Linked DNA regions of Arachis hypogaea: region 1 is linked to region 2. Evidence: chromatin contacts called from public Hi-C data. All regions are on one chromosome and are shown on one strand. Each heading gives the region's core, a stretch centred on a gene start, on an enhancer-like site or on the middle of the called end of the contact. The rest is flanking DNA. Distances are from core to core; before and after follow the strand shown. Region 1 holds the start of LOC112726903 (phosphopantothenate--cysteine ligase 2). Region 2 has its middle 9.8 kb from the start of LOC112726901.

Evidence for each region. A called contact is a pair of places that touch in the nucleus more often than the background predicts.
Region 1: a Hi-C map of leaf shows a contact between it and region 2, with 2.5 times the contacts expected there. The contact joins the promoter of LOC112726903 here to the enhancer-like site in region 2. A contact is called at or near these places in 2 of 8 Hi-C or Micro-C datasets (both in leaf).

What each region holds. Positions count from the first base shown.
Region 1 is chr12:13,044,643-13,048,167 of arahy.Tifrunner.gnm2.J5K5, forward strand. LOC112726903 (phosphopantothenate--cysteine ligase 2) reads left to right here and starts at 1,665. Exons shown (of 11, transcript XM_072208859.1): 1 at 1,665-1,899; 2 at 1,973-2,159; 3 at 2,759-2,906; 4 at 3,072-3,195; 5 at 3,316-3,360; 6 at 3,435-3,520. The coding sequence starts at 2,759.
Region 2 is chr12:12,972,684-12,976,218 of arahy.Tifrunner.gnm2.J5K5, forward strand. No RefSeq gene overlaps it. Among protein-coding and RNA genes, the nearest start is that of LOC112726901, 9.8 kb to the right of the region's middle. Within about 2 kb of position 2,113, at least 2 of the 3 cell types and tissues checked have open chromatin away from gene starts, as enhancers often do.

The DNA of each region.
Region 1 (3,525 bases), core at 415-2,914, 72 kb after region 2:
ATGGAAAGTAAGATGTTACAAATGTTAGATATAAGTTTTCCACTTATTCTAATATTATGAACAAACATAATACTTTTTCATGTTATATATAATAATTATGTTAGGCTATATAAAAAAATCAATTATCAAATCAATTATTTATATAAAGTATATATCTAAATATAAAATATATATTAAAATAAATTAAATAATATATATTTACACATAAATATAGAAAAAAACTATTAATTTATTACTTGAAAAATTTAGCTACTGACACAACAACTCATAAATAATTTTAGAATGTAATAAAAATAATTAATAAATATAATTTTTTAAGTGACAAATTTTTTTTTTTTGTATTTAACAAACGACTTATTCATTTAATCTAAATTTTTGTGATAATATTTGAATAAATATTTAAAAAATTAACAAAAAAATTCAGACAAAATTTGATCTTTAATTTTTTTATTTTTTAAAAATATGTGATCATTCACAATAATTAAAAAATTACTTGACACAAATTATTAAATTTTAAAAAAAATATATCTTATTTTTTAAGTAATAATTACAAAAATTTATTTCAAAATCTGATATTTAAAGTCTTTTTAAGATTTTTATATTTAATATTTAATTTTTTTTATTACGTTTTTAAATTTTTTAAAAATTTATTTATCATTAGTATATTTTAAAGTTTTTTTGTTAACGATATAAAATTTTAAATACTATTTTAATAATTTATTTCACAAATATATTTTAATAATTTACTTCACAAATATATAATGATTGATTTTTTATAGGTTTAATTACTTTATTGGTTCTTATAGTTTCGTAAAATTTTCAATTATGTCCTTATACTTTTTTTCTTTTTAATTGAGTTCTTGCACTATTTTTTTTAATTAAGTCCCTTTTATTAGTAATTGGCTTAATTTTATAGGGACCTAACTAAAAAAAATTGGTATAGGGACCTAAATAAAAGAAAAAAAAGTGTAGGGATCCAATTAAAAATAAATTTGGTGCAAAGACTCAATTAAAAAGAAGAAAATATAGAGACCTAATTAAAAATTTTGCGAAACTATAGAGACGAATAGAGTAATTAAACCTTTTTTATATACACATAACATTTCAAACACTATTTTTGTTTTGATCCATACATAAAATCAAAGCTATTGATAAATAATTAATGTTGGAAGCGTGTTTGGAGATCAGGAACTTGAATGGGTGTATGTATAATGTATCTAACATCCGACATCTAAATCTAACAATCCGGCTAATTAATTAGTAGTTTAGTTAGTCAAAATCAAGGCTAGATTTCAACAACTAAAGTGGAACAAAGCAAGAAATCAAAAGCGAAAACTTCAACAATGACTAATATTTTATAATTTTTTTATTATACTAATATAATAATTTAATTATTTATTATAATAGATTTAATTATTTTAACAATTAGTTATTTAATTTAGAAATATATATTAATATACATAAATATATAAAATATAATAATTAATTTAGTAACTAATTTTTAATAATAAAACATTTTTTAACTAATTAGGACTTCACAAAATCCGGCCTGCTTGAAAAAACTGGTTCGGACCCGATCACATTGGGTCAAAAATTGACCCGAATTTATTGAGATCGGGTCAGACCTGAAACCTAAAGAGCTTATCCAGTTTATTATTTCGATCAGACCAAGGTAAATGTTTGGGTCACCCGATCCGGTCCGAAGAGAGCAAATAAGGACTTCCCCACCAGCCGGATCCCAGAGCAAGCCACCTGCACTTGGTACTTCATCTTCATCATCATCACCATCACGTGTCTCAGGGCAACAGACGGTTTCTTAACTCTACACGCGCCACCGCAGCAGCAGCGAAGAACCTCCACACCACCGTATGCCGCTCGTTCTGTAACCACGCTCCTCAGGTAACAAAACCGTCTTTGGAAGAAGGCATTTCTGAAAAACTTGAATCTAATAATCTTTTTCCCTTGTGTTTAGGTTTCTCAAGAGCAGGTGTTGAATCAACAGTGTGGTTCTACTTGGGGAAGGCAGGAGGCTGGTAATAAAGCATACTTGCTCTTCCAACAGCAGAACAGAGCGCGTGAAGTATGTTACGAGAGTGTAAAATGTGGTAACGGTCTCCAATCTGCATGCCCTTGAGCAAGATTTTTGCTTTGATTTTTTGGTAAGAATGATAGTTGATATCACTGAATCATTTTCATTAAGTTGAGGGATTTTTATTTTTAATTTTTTTACAGTGTTGTTTAATGTTTTATCCATGTGCTGACTGCTGCGTTCATCATCTATTCATCTTTCAATTTCTGGTTCAATTTATTGTTAAGACCCGGTTTAAAATTGGCCCGAACTGATTGGATATTATCGGGTGAGGGGTCGGGTATGGGTCTAGGAAATGGACCCATCATAATTTAGGGTCGGGTTCGGATTTCTCGAGAGAATCTAATTCCTTTGCTTTCCAAACACCGCGTTAATTAATCTTAATCTTCATGGGCCAATTGGCGGCTATTAATCAAAACTATTTCTTCCTGAAATTTTGGATTATATAAAACTTGAACCCAATCGCTCCATAAACATACAACAGTAAGTTCTGATTCTTCTCCCTAACTAACTAATTAATCTGAAAGTCTTTCCTTCAAGGTGAGATATGCTATCCTGAGCACCTGAAAAAATTGATTTTTTTTTGTTATATATTTTATTTTCCAATTCCTTCTGCTTTATCTCAATGGGTTTGAATGATAAATGACATTGTGGGTGTAATTGTTTCAGATGGATGCACCAAATGGATCCCAAGATACTGAGCAAACCCTTGATTCACAAGTCAAAGCGTTCTTTGATTCTGCTCCACCTCTCCAGAATAGGAATGACATCATTCAGAAATTGAATCACTTCATTCAGCTGAATTCTTTATCTTCAGGCAAGTGATTGTGACAGTGACACTCTTTTGTATCCTATTGTATTGTGTTCTAGACCATTAAAAATTATGCTTTCTTTTATTGGCATTTCTCCTTTTGTGTTTTTTTTATGCTTGCCCTGCATAATGTGTGGTGGATTTTTGTTGTTGTTGTTGTTGCCTTCACAGAAAATGGGATAGGTAAGAGAATTGTTTGTGTGACTTCTGGTGGCACCACTGCTCCATTGGAGCAGCGGTGCGTTCGCTATGTTGACAACTTTAGTTCAGGTCATAGGGGAGCCACATCCACTGAGTATTTGTTCTTGCACTTGCTCTTGTTCTTGTTCTTGTCAATGAAACTTTTTCTTCGATATTTGTTTGGTGATCTCTTGGAGGGGAATGAATACTATGTTGCTGGTTATGTTGAGTGTAGGTATTTTCTGAAGGCGGGATATGCTGTGATCTTCTTGTACCGGAGGTGAATTTTTCTGTGTATCCTTCTTTTATGTTTGTCTTTTGTGTGTTGTTGCTTACTTACCTGTAACTCTTCAGAGGAAGTTTTCAGCCATTCTGTAGATCCCTTCCTGATGATCCCTTACTTGAATGCTTTGAGGCCACCGAAGGATTAAACATTCAAGGTCTT
Region 2 (3,535 bases), core at 863-3,362:
TTACAAATTTAGTGAAACTATAAGAATTAACAAAGTAATTTTTTATTTATTTATTATTTATAGGTAATATGATGATCTGTCTATGAAAAATACAGTAGTACAAGTATATATATATTTTATTTTTTTCAATCAACAAGGCCATGATAGTGCTAACCGTTTATAATAGAATTATTTAATATATATTCTCAGAATAATATTGTTTTATATTATCAATATATAAAAATAATACACTATTAAATATTTTTTTGTTATTAGAATAATCTATTATTATTAACATCATTGTTGATGAATATAATTATTATAATTATATACTCGCCTAATTCATTAATAAAATTATCCTGTATAAGAAAATGAATGAAGTTTTATATATAAAATTAACAATGAAAGAAAACCTTATTGTTGCTTGGACTTTGAAACAATGAAAGTTGAAGATTGTGGTACAACTACAACTACAACATGTGACTAAACTTTAAAGGAGGTCCCCCTCACTCTCCTATGATCTATTACTCACAAAGTCACAATCTTGAGGCCTTTTGATGTAAGAAAGCATCTTTTATTTTTTTCAGTATTTTTTTTTTACTTTATTTTTTTATAAAAAAATTAAAAAGAAAAAAGAAAAACAAAGACACTTTTTCAGTATTTTTTTATTTTATTTATTTTCACCTTTTTTTTTGTTTTTCACGATATTTCTCAACCCGTCAGATCAATGATTAATCCGTCGCGGATCAGAACTCCATTTAAGGGTTTGTCGCTAACTAATGGATTGTTACATACATAAGGCGAAATTCGAACTCTCGATACTAAATTTTTTGTTGGATTTCTAAAGTATTGCATAATAATAATAAAATATTAACATATAAATTTGGTTTTTGATTGATTGTCCTTTTTATTATAAAAAACTTCCAAACTCTGAATGCCCAAAAACATTTTGGGTCATCTAGTGATCCAACATATGTTGGAATATCTCTCATTGGGCTTAAGATTTAGAGTATTTTAATAACATTTTCGGTTATATACACACTCATGAACACGTCGGCTTTATTCTTCGCTAATCATCAATTAAGGTACATTTTTGAATCCAGGTACACTTTGTGTGAGGCTCAGGATCTCACCCACTTCAGATGGTAAAACATTCCATCGTCTACCAAAAAAAAAAAAGCAAAATGTTAAAAAATTAGTTATTCTCCTAATGGCTCATTTTGCATGGTCATTTGTGACTTTTGATTTTGATCAAACTAATTTCAGTCGAATATTTAATCTTCAGATCAAAAAAACTAAAATAAAAAATAGGGGTGAGCACGGGTAACAGGTACCCATTACCCGTTCGAATCCGAACCGAACCAATTAAATTGCTGGTTCTAAAATCAATGGGTAATCGGGTCCAACCCAAACCAAATCTGGCTTTCGTTAGTGATTGGTTCGAGTATCGGTTTTGGGGGTGCGGAACCCAGACTAACCCACGAACCCAATTATATATTAATTAAATAAAAAAATAAAAAAATATATATAGCTTTTCTATTAGACAATGATTATTCATTATTAATATGTTTGGATTTTAATGAGTTTAGTTTTTAATATATTGGGTGTTTAACATATTTGGATTATTTCTATTGATGTTACATGTTTATTGTACTTGTTGAATTTTTGAGATAAAAATTTGTTTTTTTTTTTAATTTCAAAATCATCGGGTATCCAATTACCCGAACCGAACCAATCTGTTCTTAATCGGTTTGGTTTGGTTCGGGTACATATACAAAAAAATACAAATCCAAATCAATCCGAACCAATTATATTTTGATCGGTTCGATTCTAATTTTACCATAAATTCGAACCAAACCGACCCGTCTTCACCCCTAATAAAAAACTTGTTTGGGCCTTAACCATAACTACGACTAAGAGTATGATAATTTTTTCCTATCCCGAAAACAAAGATATAATTGCTGGGACAAAAACTAAAATCAAAATTGATAATTATTGAGAAAGAAAAAGATTAAAAAAATTCTTTTAGGCTTTTGGTCATTTTTTTTTTGGGTATTACAATTATACAATGTACACACTAGACACTACCAAGTTCCAAAGTTTTATTTATTTGGTTTACAAGGCCGGAGATTAACTAACTGAACTAGGCCTTGCATTTCTTGGGCTTTCTTCTGCTTATTAATTATTGTAAATTTGAGAAACAGTTTATTAGCAAAAAAAAAAAACAATTGAGAAACAGTCAATCATTAAAATAACAAAGAGCAGGTCTTTTGTGTAATTGTGTGAGTGATGAAGTCACCAACTTTCATACGTATTTTTTTGAGATTTTATTTTTCTCTCTATTATTTCATAAAGTGTGATCTTCTACTATTTAAAAAAAAATTATTACACCAAAATCAAAGGTGATTGATTAGTTGATTAAATTTTGTTTTAATTAGCAAAATATATTTTCATCACAATGAAAAAAAAAAAACAGAAAATAGATTCTTTTAATTTTTTTTCTTTAATTATTTAGTAAAGTGTAATTTTGTATCTTATATTTTTAAGTAAGATAAAAAAATGTGTAAAAAAAGATATTAAATAATAAAATATCACCCTTTATTAAATAATTGAAAGAAAAATTTTGAGAAGATTCATTCCTTAATTTTTTTTCATGTGTACGCTAGAAACATATTTCGCTAATTAAAACAAAATTTAATCAACCAATCAATCACCTTTGATCTTGGTGTAATAGAAAATTTTTCTTTTTATAATCACTCTACACCTCTTAAAAGTTAAATCTAATTTAGTTTCAAATAGGCGCATATTTTACAATCTAATATATATATAAAGGAATCCGAAGAAATTTAGTGCATAATTTTTTTTTCTAAAATATCCTTCTCAAATATTCATCATAAAAAAAATTCGTTATTATTTATAAAATTTGAACACAAAAACTCCTAATAGAAAAATATCATACTTTCCCTGTTAACCATCAATGTTTATTACTGATACTAGTATAATATGGATTTCACACATTGTCAAATAGCACAAGAAAATGAGTAATTTGACTAATTTCATTAAAAAAAAAGTTACAAAAATGATTTGTTTTCATGAAATGACTTGGTGGTTGAGCTTATCTACTACTTACTATTACTACATACTTTTGCTTTGTTTTTGGGATTACACACGACACATAGATGATATCCCTTTCCTTTATCAAAATCCGAAGTGAAATATGTCACAAAAATGTGAATGATGTTCATTTCCCACCACCCTATCCTAATTAAATTAACAAGTAACATTGACAAATGGCAAAGAAGTCACAATCCTTTCAGTTAGGTTCCTTTTGTTTGTTCTTGTTTATCATTAATGCATGGAGCATCTTAGACTTTAGCACATAAGTGCCACTTTTCATCTCTTTTATTGCTTATTATTTGGGTCCCAATTAATCTTATTGTGTGTTGGGTTTTTTTCAAGCCGAGTCCGCAGCACGTTGCATACTTGAATAGTAACATTAATGTTCTCATATCTTTAACAACAATTTAGTTATAAGAATGTGATGCCACACAAATTA